Linked DNA regions of Mus musculus: all the other regions are linked to region 1. Evidence: chromatin contacts called from public promoter capture Hi-C data. All regions are on one chromosome and are shown on one strand. Each heading gives the region's core, a stretch centred on a gene start, on an enhancer-like site or on the middle of the called end of the contact. The rest is flanking DNA. Distances are from core to core; before and after follow the strand shown.

The links. Promoter capture Hi-C pulls out the DNA fragments that hold promoters and counts their contacts.
Region 2: a promoter capture Hi-C map of the HPC-7 cell line shows a contact between it and region 1. The contact joins the promoter of Vmn2r19 here to the promoter of Cd163 in region 1. A contact is called at or near these places in 7 of 39 promoter capture datasets (the HPC-7 cell line, cranial neural crest, embryonic stem cells and 3 more) and 1 of 9 other capture datasets (liver).
Region 3: a contact with region 1 is called in a promoter capture Hi-C map of the HPC-7 cell line. The contact joins the enhancer-like site here to the promoter of Cd163 in region 1. A contact is called at or near these places in 7 of 39 promoter capture datasets (the HPC-7 cell line, cranial neural crest, embryonic stem cells and 2 more) and 2 of 9 other capture datasets (embryonic stem cells and macrophages).

The regions. Positions count from the first base shown.
Region 1 is chr6:124,302,443-124,306,722 of GRCm38.p6, reverse strand. It overlaps Cd163 (CD163 antigen), which reads right to left and starts at 2,072. Exons shown (of 17, transcript NM_053094.2): 1 at 1,938-2,072; 2 at 843-926. The coding sequence starts at 1,983. Gm25311 (a small nucleolar RNA gene) reads left to right here and starts at 2,295; the gene lies at 2,295-2,426.
Region 2 is chr6:123,306,072-123,310,351 of GRCm38.p6, reverse strand. It overlaps Vmn2r19 (vomeronasal 2, receptor 19), which reads right to left and starts at 2,019. Exons shown (of 6, transcript NM_001104632.1): 1 at 1,805-2,019; 2 at 430-727. The coding sequence starts at 2,019.
Region 3 is chr6:123,337,054-123,341,333 of GRCm38.p6, reverse strand. No RefSeq gene overlaps it. Among named protein-coding and RNA genes, the nearest start is that of Vmn2r19, 31 kb to the right of the region's middle. Within about 2 kb of position 1,728, at least 3 of the 459 cell types and tissues checked have an H3K27ac peak or open chromatin away from gene starts, as enhancers often do. A contact at or near this core is called in the HPC-7 cell line, where this site is marked.

The DNA.
Region 1 (4,280 bases), core at 823-3,322:
GGCTTCAAGTAGAGCAATGGCAAACCTGGTAGAGCCAAGGTCACAGTGCTACTTAGGATTTTAGTTGTATGGCTGGGACATCCTAAGCAGGGACAATTTATAGCATCTAAAATAAGGTGTACAGAGTCCTTCAGAATGAGCTATGTATGTTCCTTCCTATCATAAACTCAAGAGAAATCAAGTTGATAGTAATTGTATGGGGATGGAGAAACTCGTTGAAGGGAATTAAATATCCATTTCATATATTTGTGTAAAATTGCATGGATTTTTACACGTAGTAGTTGAAGTCTAACTAAACCTGGTCTTTTAAAATCGAAATCGGGAGAGTTGTTTTCCTATTATTATTGATGATTACAATCATCAACAACAACAACAACAAAAAAAAACCCAACAAAACAACAACAACATTTCTCTCCCTCCCTTTCTCAGGCTGTTTCAGCTGCCCTTTTTGCTATTAATTTGGCTTAACTGAGGAGCCTGGTGGGCTTCCTACAATACATTCTTTTTTTTTTTTAATGTCAGGTTTAGGTTTTGAATTTATTGAAGTGTTCTTGGAACTTCCTTTTGTCCAGATAACTCTGAGCTTTCTTCTCCTTTCCTTTAGTCTTCTATGTACTGCTTTTAGTCTTTATGTAACATGGTGTTGTTTTATATGAGGGAAGACCATGCTCATCATTTTGGGTCTGGTTAGAATATAATTGTATAGTTCTGATATTTAGTTCTTCAGCTCTGCAGAGGATGGATTTTTAGATGTTATTTGCCATACAGGAGAATTGTGATTTTGTTTGACAATTCATATCAGAGCAGGCCAAGGCAATAAGTAAGTTGATCAAAATACTCACCAGGAGCGTTAGTGACAGCAGAGGCACTGAGAAGTGAGCTCACAGCCACAACAAAGAAACCTAGATGGACAAACCTTTTACAACCTGTGAAACAAGGGGCAGGAGTGAAATTTACTAACAAGAGATTTTGGAGAAGAGAAGGTCCTGAGTTTGGGATCTGACAAAGACTAAACCAAGACAAAGAAAGACCCTTCCTTTGGCAAGTGGGAAAGATTCCGATCGAGAACGACAGGGCTGGTAGAACAACTTCAGAAATACAACTGTTTATTGTTTACGTGCAGCCCAGGAGTGAGGATTTGTGAAAACGCTGGGCATGGAGGCAAACTTTAAAGGCAGCTTCTTAAGCCTGAGCTCTTGAAAGAGACATCAACCAAACTAGTGACCGAGCATGTTCTCTGTACATTATAGGACAGCTTTCTGAGCTCTCTCTCTGTCCCTCTACTTTCTTGGCATCAATTAAACACACCCCCACCCGCATGTCTATCTGGTCCACAAAGTTTCCTAACAACTTCATGAAAGAATGGCTGGTATTTCTTACATCATGACTGTTCCACCAACAGGACCTGCATTCTCAGTTGTGTGACAAATAGTCTACTTTACATCCTCAAACACCCAAATGTTAATCTTATCACCATCCCCCATACAGCATAAAAAAGTGCCATATAGCTCTGAGCTCCACAGTGACCACAACTCAGCACTCATGCGAAACTGAAGAATGAGTTTAGCCAGCCCATAAACATCATGAAGCAGAATTTTGCACTGAGTTGGTTTTCCACATTTCCTATTGGAAATCAACTTTTAATCAGCATTGACCCCTACACTTTGTCTTTCCTAACAGCCCATGTTTCACACCCAGGACAGTTTTGCTTACTTCAGGTCCTGACTTGATTTCACCTCAACAATTTTATAAAATGAATAAAAGCATTGCTTCCTACTTTACGATTTCAGTTTGGGGTCTATGGTTGATGAAAAGCACTTTCATAGGACCCAGATGCCCCTTGCTATTCCTCGCTCTCCTATGCCAATCACATCCATTCACTGTCAGAACATCTCTCAACTCAAATTAAAGGATAGATATCAATAAGACACTTTTACCAGGAGATCCAGCACCTCCAAGAAGAACCATTCTGTGTCCACCCATTCCAAAGCTTGATGATTTTGATGGCTCCGTGTGTCTCCTGATACTATTTCATAGACGTGTTCTCTGTAGAAAGTGGATGACCACGGAGGGAGAGAATCATCTCACTCTTAAGACTGGAAAGGCTCTAGAAGGAGGGAGGAGCCAATCTTAAAGGGAGAGTCCTTATTTCTTTTATCCTCTTTCTCCTCCCACTTTGGAACACAGAACAACCAAAGGAAAGTTTAACAGTTTTCATAGATTTCCAAAAACTAGGGAGTGTATTTATTCATATGTTGCTCTTGATTGAATAGTTTAATTAATTGATTGATTAATCTGCTCTTAGAGATGTTGCAAGTGTGGCTTCTGTGTCACACCTGCGTTAGTTGGTGGCAGAGAGGAGAGATGCTGTGACTATGCTCAGTGTTCTGACCTGTGAACTCATGAATGATTAGTAGCCTAGCACACCTGGAAAAAAGAAAGTCCGAGACAACCATGAGTCTGGTGCCTTGGAGGCCTGGATGAGCTCCCAGAGTAGGGAGTAAGCCAGAGACCATAAGAACCCTACCTCGGACCACGGGTTCAGGGGTGGGAGCGGGGTTGGGGAAGGAGTGAGCCCAAGACAGCTGACCCTTACATAGGGCCACTCAGGAAGGCCTGGGCATTGTGATCACCAGTCCAGCTCCATGGAGCCTGAACACGGATCTAGCTTGAGATGAGCACTAGTCAATTGCAGCACAGGCCTAGGGGCAGACAATGCCTGAGATGACCCCTGACCAGTGTCGTAATGTATGGGTAGTACATAGCACTCCCGAGACTACTCCTAAAATGAACCCACACACTCAGAGACTCTGTTTACCACTAAAAGAAGCAAGTAAGTGGTGGAGAAATGGAAGAGAAAGAGAAACAGAAGGATGTGGGCACAATGAAGAGAGGTACAACTGAAGACTAGAGGGCAAGTAGCTGGGGTACTGGCCTGAGCTATCACCTGGGGCCATGTCTGGGTCTGTGACCCTAAAACAGCAGGGGTCTGTTACTATCAAAGGCTAGGCAGACAGACATCCCTGGTTTGGGCTGCTTTCTGGGGCCATGCTGATGTCTGAGGGCTGGGTAGAACTGGCCCCACCCTTTACCTGGGCATCCTGAAAGAGCTGGCCCTGGGGCTGTGAGAGCAGATCCTACCCTTACCTAGGGGTAGTACTCAGGAAAGCAGGCCGTGCACCTTGCCTGGGCCTCACAGTAGGGCTGGTCTTGGATGTGGGGATTGCAGCTAAATCAACCCCAAGGGTAAAAAGCATGCGTGATTCAGCCCTACCTCTTGTCTGCTGTGTGGTGGTGGCAGCGAGGGAAGAACCTCTCATCACCCACGGCAGATGGGAGAGCTGGTCATGAGAGCTGGGGAGCTGTCTCTGACAGCACTCGGGTGAGCAGGTCCTGCACCTTGTCTCCACAGCACAGTAGAACTGCCCGTAGACGTGGGGGTTGTGGTCCTGAGGGTGTGAGTATGGGAGAGCCGGCTTTGGGTCTTGTCTTCTTCGTGGCGCAGATGAAGGAGAGATGCGCTCCTCCCCATTCTCTCGTTCCTTACCACCTATGGCAGGCAGGAGATCTGGCTCCAGGGTCATGAAAGTGAAATAATTGTCCCTGTTCCCCACTGACTGCAACAATCAGGTTAGTGGGCCCTGCACCTCACCTGGAAAGTAAGGTAGAGCTTGCTTTGGTTGTGGAGGCTGTGGCTGAGCCAGTTCCAGGACAGGAGAGCAGGACAGCTAGCCTAGCCCCTTGCCTACTGTAGCACTCAAGAGAGTGGGCCCTGAACCTTGCCTGGGCAGCACAGTAGAATTGACTTTGATGGCATGGGAGTGGGAGAGCCTGCTCTGCCCCTTGCTGGCTGCAGCATTGGATGGGCTAGCCTGGGCAGGTAGGAAAGCTCGTCCTGATGGTGTGGGTACAGGAGATCCGGCAGGTTGACCAACTTAGATAACTTTCAAGCCCAGATGCAGGTCTTTGAGTTTGCCTACCCCAGTATCTACCATACGATATAGTGCTGACGTGTGTGAAGGGGCAGTCCTACAGATCCAAAACTATAGGATCTCCACGACACAGGGCAAAACAGGATATCCAACGAGGGTCCCAGTGAGGTTCCAGTGTTGATGGTGTAGCAGAAGCCAGAGGCCTCGTACCAAACCAAAGAGTCCTTGCAGTGAACATTTTCAAGCAAAGACGTGTGGACTAAAGGGTATTCCGTGGGGGAGCACTGACATACTGCAACTTCCATAATGAGATTTTTTGTTCTCTGTTGTAAGGGAGGTTGCAAGGAT
Region 2 (4,280 bases), core at 770-3,269, 1.0 Mb after region 1:
CTAGCTGCATAGGTAGCAGAAGATGGCCTAGTGGGCCATCATTGGGAAAAGAGGCCCCTTGGTCTTGCAAAGAGTAGAGGGGAACACCAGGGCCAAGAAGTGGTGGGTACGGGAGCAAGGCGGGGGGAGGGTACAGGGAACTTTCAGGATAACATTTGAAATGCAAATAAAGAAAATATCTAATAAAAAAAAAGAATACAGGTTGTCATTACTTTATCTTTAGTTTTCAAATTTAAAGGTTTTTAAATTAAATTTGTTATACACACATGATTTCATCTTATGAATAGATTATACTTTATAGTTAAAATGATAACTAAATAGTAAATTTTTAAGTAGTTCCATACCTCATCAACAAACAATAACTGAATTAACTAGCATTTATTACTATGTTACTATGTTTAACCCAAGGAACCATGATTCTTTGCATACCTGTGGGATGTTGTAGAGACTTAGAACTCGGGAGATCTGAGTTGATATTCCTGTTGAAATGCCTCCTATCACTGCAACCAGCTTATCAGTCTTCTCAGGCCTGCAGCTGTAGTTAGGAATTGGGGGGCTCTCTCCTGAGATCAAAGCCATAGAACTTTCCATGGCCTTCATCTCAAGATAGTCAACATTGAAGAGATAGAATCCCAGGGACATATTGAACAGAATATTTGGGTCCTTGTTGATTTTTTCTGTAGCAAAAACCATTGCCAATATATGTTGATAATGTTTGGTAAGATGCCTATGATGAAATATTATAAAGATAATTTTTGTGTTCTTTTTAATATTAATTTTTAATTAAAATATAATTACATGAGTTACCTTCCTTTCTTTTCTCCTTGTAGCTCTTCTCATGCTCCCTCTTAAACTCTGGATTTTTATTTTTAATAATCTAAGTCATATAAAGAATATACACAATAATCCAAGAAATAAACAGGATATTCTATATTAAAAATGTAGAAGAATTAGTGTTAAAATGAAGATTCATAGCACAATTTTTGCTTTTGAATTTTTTTGAGACAGTGTCTCACTATTCAGCCCAGGCTGGACTGAAACTCACTATGTAGACTAGGTTAACCACAGTCTCATAGAGATTCATCTGCCTCTGCTTCTCAGGTTGTGGGATTAAAGGTTTGCACCAACACATACTTTTGAATATACAATTTTCACATTTTACTGTGCAATTCGTGTCTGAGAAATTGAAATGGAGGAGAAAAGCAAACATTTAAACTTAGTATTTCTTGTGGTCTTCGAAAGTAGAATAAACCTCAGGAAAATACACAGTGCTTGATCAAACATAGCAATTTTAAAAAATAGTGTCATGTCAATTTAAATAGGAAAAATAACATGTTTTCAGTACAATACACTAAATATCTACCAAGAAAAAATTTTTACTTCAAAGTGCTTTCAACACCTTCTTACATATTTAAGAGATTCCGCATGAGTAGAAGGAGACACACAGAGAGAAAGTCATGGCTGATTAGCTCTTGGTATTTGGTGGCTACTGGGGAAGAGAGAGTCAGTTTCCTTCCAGGAAGTTTCGTTTGCCTACACTCTAGATGATGTCCTATACTCCTGCAGTACTGGCATGCCTAAATGAACTCAGTAGATTAAAAAGTGAGATGGAGACAGAATAGATAAAGTTGAGAGAGAGAGAGTGTGAGAGAGCGAGAGAGGCAGAGAGAGCATGAACTTGAGACAGGAGACAGTGGACATTGGGGTGGGGGGAAGCAGTAGAGGAGGGTTTGATCAACATATATTATATATATGTATGAAATCCTGAAGAAATATTTTTAAATGAGAGAAGCCAAACACTTACGCATAAAGAAATTCTGATAAATAGAATGCATCTTTAAAGCTAAATTTACTTATGAAGCGTCTAATCATCACTCTAAGGGAGAAGAGTCCTCCAATCACAAAATCCCCATCTTGATAGTAGCCAGGAGAAGCAGGTATACTTAAGGAGAAACAAGACATTTGTTCCTGGAACACAATGAGAATAATCCAGAGAGAGAAGGCAATGAGTAATCTCATATTTACGTTGATAAAAAAATGGATAAAACCCGGAAATCTGTTCAGTTGAGAGTCATGGATCCCAATAACACATCAACAAACTGATAAAACATGTGGCTGTCTGGTCAGTGTTGATCAAGTTTATAAAGCATTGTTTTGTCCTGATACAGGCCCACCAGTATCCAAACACTTCCTCAGTTCCCTGGAGTACAATCTGCTTTGCACCTACATAGCCCTAGATTATGTCCCCTTCACAGAGTCACTGTGAGTCTCCAAGGGCTCAGGAACCTGGCACCTAGTAATCCTGATTGTTGGCAGGAAAACACACAATTAAGAAAAGTGTGAAGTCCTCTCAAACACCTGTGGGGTGTTTACACTCAGTGAACTGAGACTTCTCAAGGTCCCAAGGTAAAGAGAGACTAACCAGTGGAAACATAATGAAGTCATGAAGCGTCATCTGAAAGATGACATCAAAGGGTTCAGTGGGGGAGCAGGGCGGGACTCATAATCTTTTAGCATAAATGTAATTCTAACATATTTCTGTATGTCCAAGACAAAATCTCTCATTAGAAAAAATTATGTTTGATTACTATATAGGGCAAATTATTAACATGTGTATTTTTTAACATCTTACATTGTATATGCTTATGAATAGAAATAATACACATCGTGAAAATTAAGTCTAAACACTTACTTCACACAGTTTTTTTTCAAGTACTGGTGTGATTTCAGAATTATTTACTACAGAGAAAGCAAATCATGGGATACTTATTGCTTTTAAAAATGTCTCTTGTGCATGAATGAGGTCCAATGTGTTAAGCAAATTTTCTTTTTTCCCCTTTCTTTCTCTCTCTCTCTCATTCATTCATTTTTGGTGCTGACATTCTAGGAGACTGCACTTAGAGCATGGTGTATGCTGGGCAATACTCTACTTTAGAGTCACATCTTTAGCCTTTTTAAATCTTTAAAGGCATGTAATAGGCTGCCCAGGTTGTCCTTGCAATTGTGAACCTCCTGTCTCAATCTTCTTAGTTGCAGATACCGGTGTGCGTCACCAAGCATAACTGTTACCGTATTTTGATGTGAATATATATAATATATATATTTGTAATAAGAAATTCAGATGTATAAAGATATATGTCACTTGTTTTGCAAATCAGATTAAGTCCATTCACATGGAAAATACACTTCATCACAGCTCCTAAGGGGGTAAGAACCTGTAGGTAAGAGTGTGTACAGAGGCTTTGTTACTCAGAACATGAGGAAAATCACACCTTATCCTCATCTTATTTCTTTGGGTCTGTGGATTGTAGCATGGTTATTCTTTACTTTAAGGCTAATATCCATACCTAAGTGGTTACATACTACCTTCATCTTTCGGGGACTCAATTACCTCACTCAGGATGATATCTCTATCCATTTACTGGCAAATTATCCCATCCCGCGGGATTCAGTTATTCGTGGGTGCAAGGGAGACAGCAAACCTGTAAGGAAATGGGATTGGAAGAAAAAAGAGAAGCAGATGACCAAGTAGATTTTTACCTATCAAGGTCTCCGTCTATTAGACTGAGGTGCCTGGTTTTAAAGCATACATCGAGGGGAATAGGGAAGGGTCGAAGGGAAATTTAACAAAGAACAAAGAGGTGGGCATCTGCTGACATGAGGGCCGAAGTCAGGCTCCAGGCGGCGGGCACTCTGCGTCTTATCTCCAGAACATAGATCCTCCTTATCAGCCTTGGGGTGTGAGGCTGGGTTTAGGCATAACTCATGTCCTTAGAAGTCATGAGAGTCAGGAAGAGATAGGGAAGAGGGGACTATAATTCAGCTATTACAGCCACAGGTGCCAGGAAGGGACCAGGGAGGAGGGAGTGACAATCAGCTCCTAGCACGAGGCCATTTGGCCTGTCAGGGTGGGAGATTATGAAGGACTCGCTTTCTCACGGTATGGTCTCTGACAGCAAATTTCATGACATTGCTTTTAGCAGCTGAGTAGTACTCCATTGTGTAAATGTACCACATTTTCTTTGTCCATTCTTCAGCTGAGCGGCATTTAGGTTGTTTCCAATTTTTTTGCTATCACAAATAAAGCTGCTATAGACATAGGTGAACAAGTATCCTTGTGGTATGGTGGAGCATGCTTTGGCTCTATGTGCAGGAATTGTATACTGGGTCTTGAGGTAGACCTATTACATTTCATTTTTCTTATATCTGTTAAGACGTGTTTTATGACGTCTCAGTTTTGGAGACGTTTCTATAGTGTCCTGAGAGACAGGTATATTCTT
Region 3 (4,280 bases), core at 479-2,978, 970 kb after region 1:
AAATGGACACAGAAAATGTGGTGCATTTACACAGTGGAACAATATTCTGTTATTTAAAACAATGACTTCATGAAATTCACAGGCAAATGGATGGAACTTGAAAATATCCTGAGTGAGGTAACCCAGTCACAAAAGAACACACATGATATGTACACACTGATAAGTGGTTATTAGCCCCAAAGTTCGTGATACCCAAGACAAAATTCACAGACAATATGAAACTCAAGAGTAAAGAAGACCAAAGTGTGGATCCTTCGGTGCTTATTAGAAAGGGGAAGAAAATGCACACAGGGTGAATTATACCGACAAAGTGTGGAGCAGAGATTGAAGGTAAGGCCATCCGGAGACTGCCCCACCTGGGGTTCTAACCCATATACAATTCCCAAACCTGGACAATATTTTGGATGCCAAGAAATGCTTACTGACAGGAGCCTGATATGGCTGTCTTCTTAGAGGCTCTGCCAGATCCTGACAAATACAGAGGTGGTTGCTCACAGCCAACCATTGAATTGAACGCCAGGTCCCAAATGGAGGAGTTGGAGAAGAAACTGAAGGACCTGACAGGATTTCAACCCAATGCATGGTCAACAGGCCATACCCCCACCAAGCTCCTGGAGACTGGACCACCAAACAAAGACTACACATGGAGGGACCCATGGCTCCAGCTGCATATGTGGCAAAGGATAGCCTTATAGGACATCAGTGGGAGGAGAGGCCCTTGATCCTGAGGGGTTTTAATGACCCAGTGAAGGGAAAAACCAGGGCAGGAAGGTGGAAGTGAGTAGGTGGGTGGGTGCAAGAGCACCCTCATAGAGGCAGGACAAGGTGGGGAGGATAGGATAGGTGTATTCTGGAGGGGAAATCTAGAAGGGGGATAACATTTGAAATGTAGAAAAAGAAAATATCCAATAAAGGGGAGGGGGGAACCCAGTAAGGTGGCCAACTGATGACTTCAGCACACTCAGAACAATAATGGGTGGAAATTTTCTAAAAGAAACAATCCATGGGAGGGCTGGGCAAACCTGAGGAAGGCCTGACACCTGCTGGTGATTGAGCAGCAACACACTGACATCTATTTGTTTACATTCTCTAGGACACTGCAGCCAGAAACTACACCTTCCCATCAGAACTGCTTGTTCCATAAGATACTAAAATGTTGTGGGTAGTTTTAAACATTCCTACTATGAACATAAGGCTGGCTGGTTGTTTACCTCCTTGGTTATTCTTGGCTTTAATTTTTACATTTTTAATCTTCACACTTGCATAATTATCCTTTTGCTTTAATTTTTATAGTAAAATATAACAAAATAAAATAAAACTCAAAGTTCAATAAGACAAACCAACAGGAGAAAGAGCCCAAGAGAAGGCAAAAGAATCAGAGACCAAGTTTGCATACTCATGAATACCGAAAAGCATTAAACTAGAAACCATGTATATACATAGAGGATGAGGTTTTAACTCATGCAAGCCCTGTGCATGCTGCTTAAGACTCTGTGGGATCATATGAGCTTTGCTCATTTGATTTAGAGGGCCATGTTTCCTTGCTGTTTTCTATCCCCTCTGGCTCTTAAATTCTTTCTGCCTCCTATTCTGAAGTGTCTTCTGAGCTCTGACAAGAGGGATTTGATGAAGACATTTCATGTATGACGGATTGCTCCAAGGTCTCTCATTCTGTGTAATGTATGGCTGTGGGTCTCTGTGTTTGTCCCCATCTGCTGAAAGAGGAAGCAATTATAATTTGTATTTGTAGGACCTACATGGTGAAAGTGGAGAAATTCTGGCATGGAGAACTACAGGACTGGAGAGAAGGGAAAGTGAGATTTGTTCAATATGGAGGATGTACTTATATGAAGATGTTTTATAAAGAGAAAAGATGCAGTGGCCCCTGTCTTTAATCCAGGGCTAAGGAGCAATGGAAATACAGAGCACAACTGTTCTGTACTTGATCTCCAACTGAAATTCAAAAGGCTTCCCTCAAAGTTAGAAACTGACTTCTGGAAACACCAGGTCATGTTTTTCCAAATGCTTTTTATTAGGAATCAATATAGAAGTGTATTAACAGAATTGGATGCTAAAGTTATACATGGAGACAATCATATACTCTCAAATAAAATATAAATAAAATTTAAGAGACGTTAAGCATTGAATACTGTTTATTGTTGCAATCTGTGGTGTAGCTGATAGAGACCAAAGACAACAAAATGTTTGAGGATGAAGCCAGAGAACAGCCAAGGTAAAAGAAACATTTCTCTTGATATTGACGAAGCCCAGAAAATTCTAGATGAAATGAAAAAAAAAACTAAACTATTTTTTATCATTGTTGAACCATAGGATTTCCCAAAAAGTACAAACTATAGTCTGATTATTCACCATGTCAGTGTAACTTAAAATAAAAGGAGAAATCATTTCATAATTTCAATGTGATAAAATTTAAGTGTGACAAAGGCTAAGTAATTTGTACAGATTGCATCTTTTAGATAGGTACTAGAGTTGAGGCCCCAGTTATTCAAATATAATTTAGAAAGTAATTTAGTAGGTCCTAACAAATGAATATCTTTTGCTAAAATAATTATTATAAAATGAAGTTCTAGATAATCTATATGCATATATATCAGTAAACTAATACAGAAATAGGAGAAACTTCACTTCCAATAGAAAATGATAAAAGTCCCAAATTATGTCATGAAGATTAACATAATTTGACATAGAAAGATTTAATATTCATTCTTGGAAAAGACTGAATATAGCTAAATTATGCCACTACTTGTGTAGACTCCTAAAGGAAGCTTAATAAATGCAATAATCCAGAGTAAATATAAAGAATACCATATTTATATATAACTAAAAACTGACAATTTTAACAATGTATAATTTAAGAATGAAAATTGATATTTATGACAGAGCAAAGAATTAACACAAGGCTTACAATGAGGCTCCCCTCCAGAGAATTACATTTATTGAAATTGTTGAAAAATGGAAAAGGGTGGCTTTAACTCTTGTAATATTTCTTATGCAAAATTGCACAAATAGATTATTTATATAATAAAAAGTTTTTAAACAGTTCATGTGATTTCATGATATTGTGACTCCATGTATTTATAAATCATAATCAGGTAATAGATATGCATTGCTTTTGAGAAATTACTGAATAATAGAGAGTCTCCATTGACCAAATAGTGATTTCCACACTCTGCCTGTTTACAAAATGCTTGAATGTATGAATATTAATTAGCAACATATCTTTGATGAACAATTGCTTAATCTTTTATATAAGCTCCAAACAGGATGTGAGATACCCTCCATCCACCAAGAACTGACCCTAAAACACTCTATCTATCTCTCAGTGCTGTGCTTGGCTTGCAACATGATGGTATACAGCGTCAAGAGAGAAACTGACTCTAGAAAACAGGGAATTCTTTCCACTCATGGTGTCAAAGTGCTGAGCAGCATTTCAGAGTGAAGTGTCTTCCTCTTTCAAGGGTAAGACCCCATGAGTACATAGTTTCAGACACTTTTTACACAAGTGTTTCTTTGCCCACCAAGGAACACATTTTGAACAAACTTTATTTTGCCCATATCATAGATAGCAGATTCCAATGGAATTTTCTCTACAGTTTTTTGGCCAAATAGAAGCAAGTCAATCCAATGTTGTATAATTTTAAATAAATGAAAGTTAAGCAATAATTGAGACTCCAAATAGCCTAAGAATACATTAAATATTTCTTAGCTTTACAGTGGTACAATATTTCAGTGTGCAAACATTCTCTTCAGTTTAAAACTATGGATGACATAAGTAAACTTAGTTCTACAATGTAAACAAAATTACTTTGCTTCTGTAGTCCTCTCAGAGCATGTTTTGACCATGCTGAGCAGTGATCGCTCCCTATGTTGCAAGCTACAACTTAAGTTTGCCCTTGGCATGATCTGGAAATCATGTTGAAAGCTATTTCTTGGCTAATTAAAGACAAATAGCTGAAAATCCACATGGTCTAGAATGCATGATTCCACAATTGCTCATGTTCTGCTGAATCCCGGGCCTTAATCCTCATATGTTCATCCACATCTAACTTCAGACACATTCCCTGCTTGAGAATAGAATCCAATGGATATAAATGATATCAGCTTTCACTAGCTGTCTGTAGAAGACAAAGCAAATTTCCCAAATCTGCTAGAGAACAGCCAGAACTCTATAAAGGATAGCTTTTCTCTCAGAGACCCTCTACCCACTACTATGTTGGATAGCCTCATGGTAAATAAGTCTATGTTTCCCCTGAGCATAG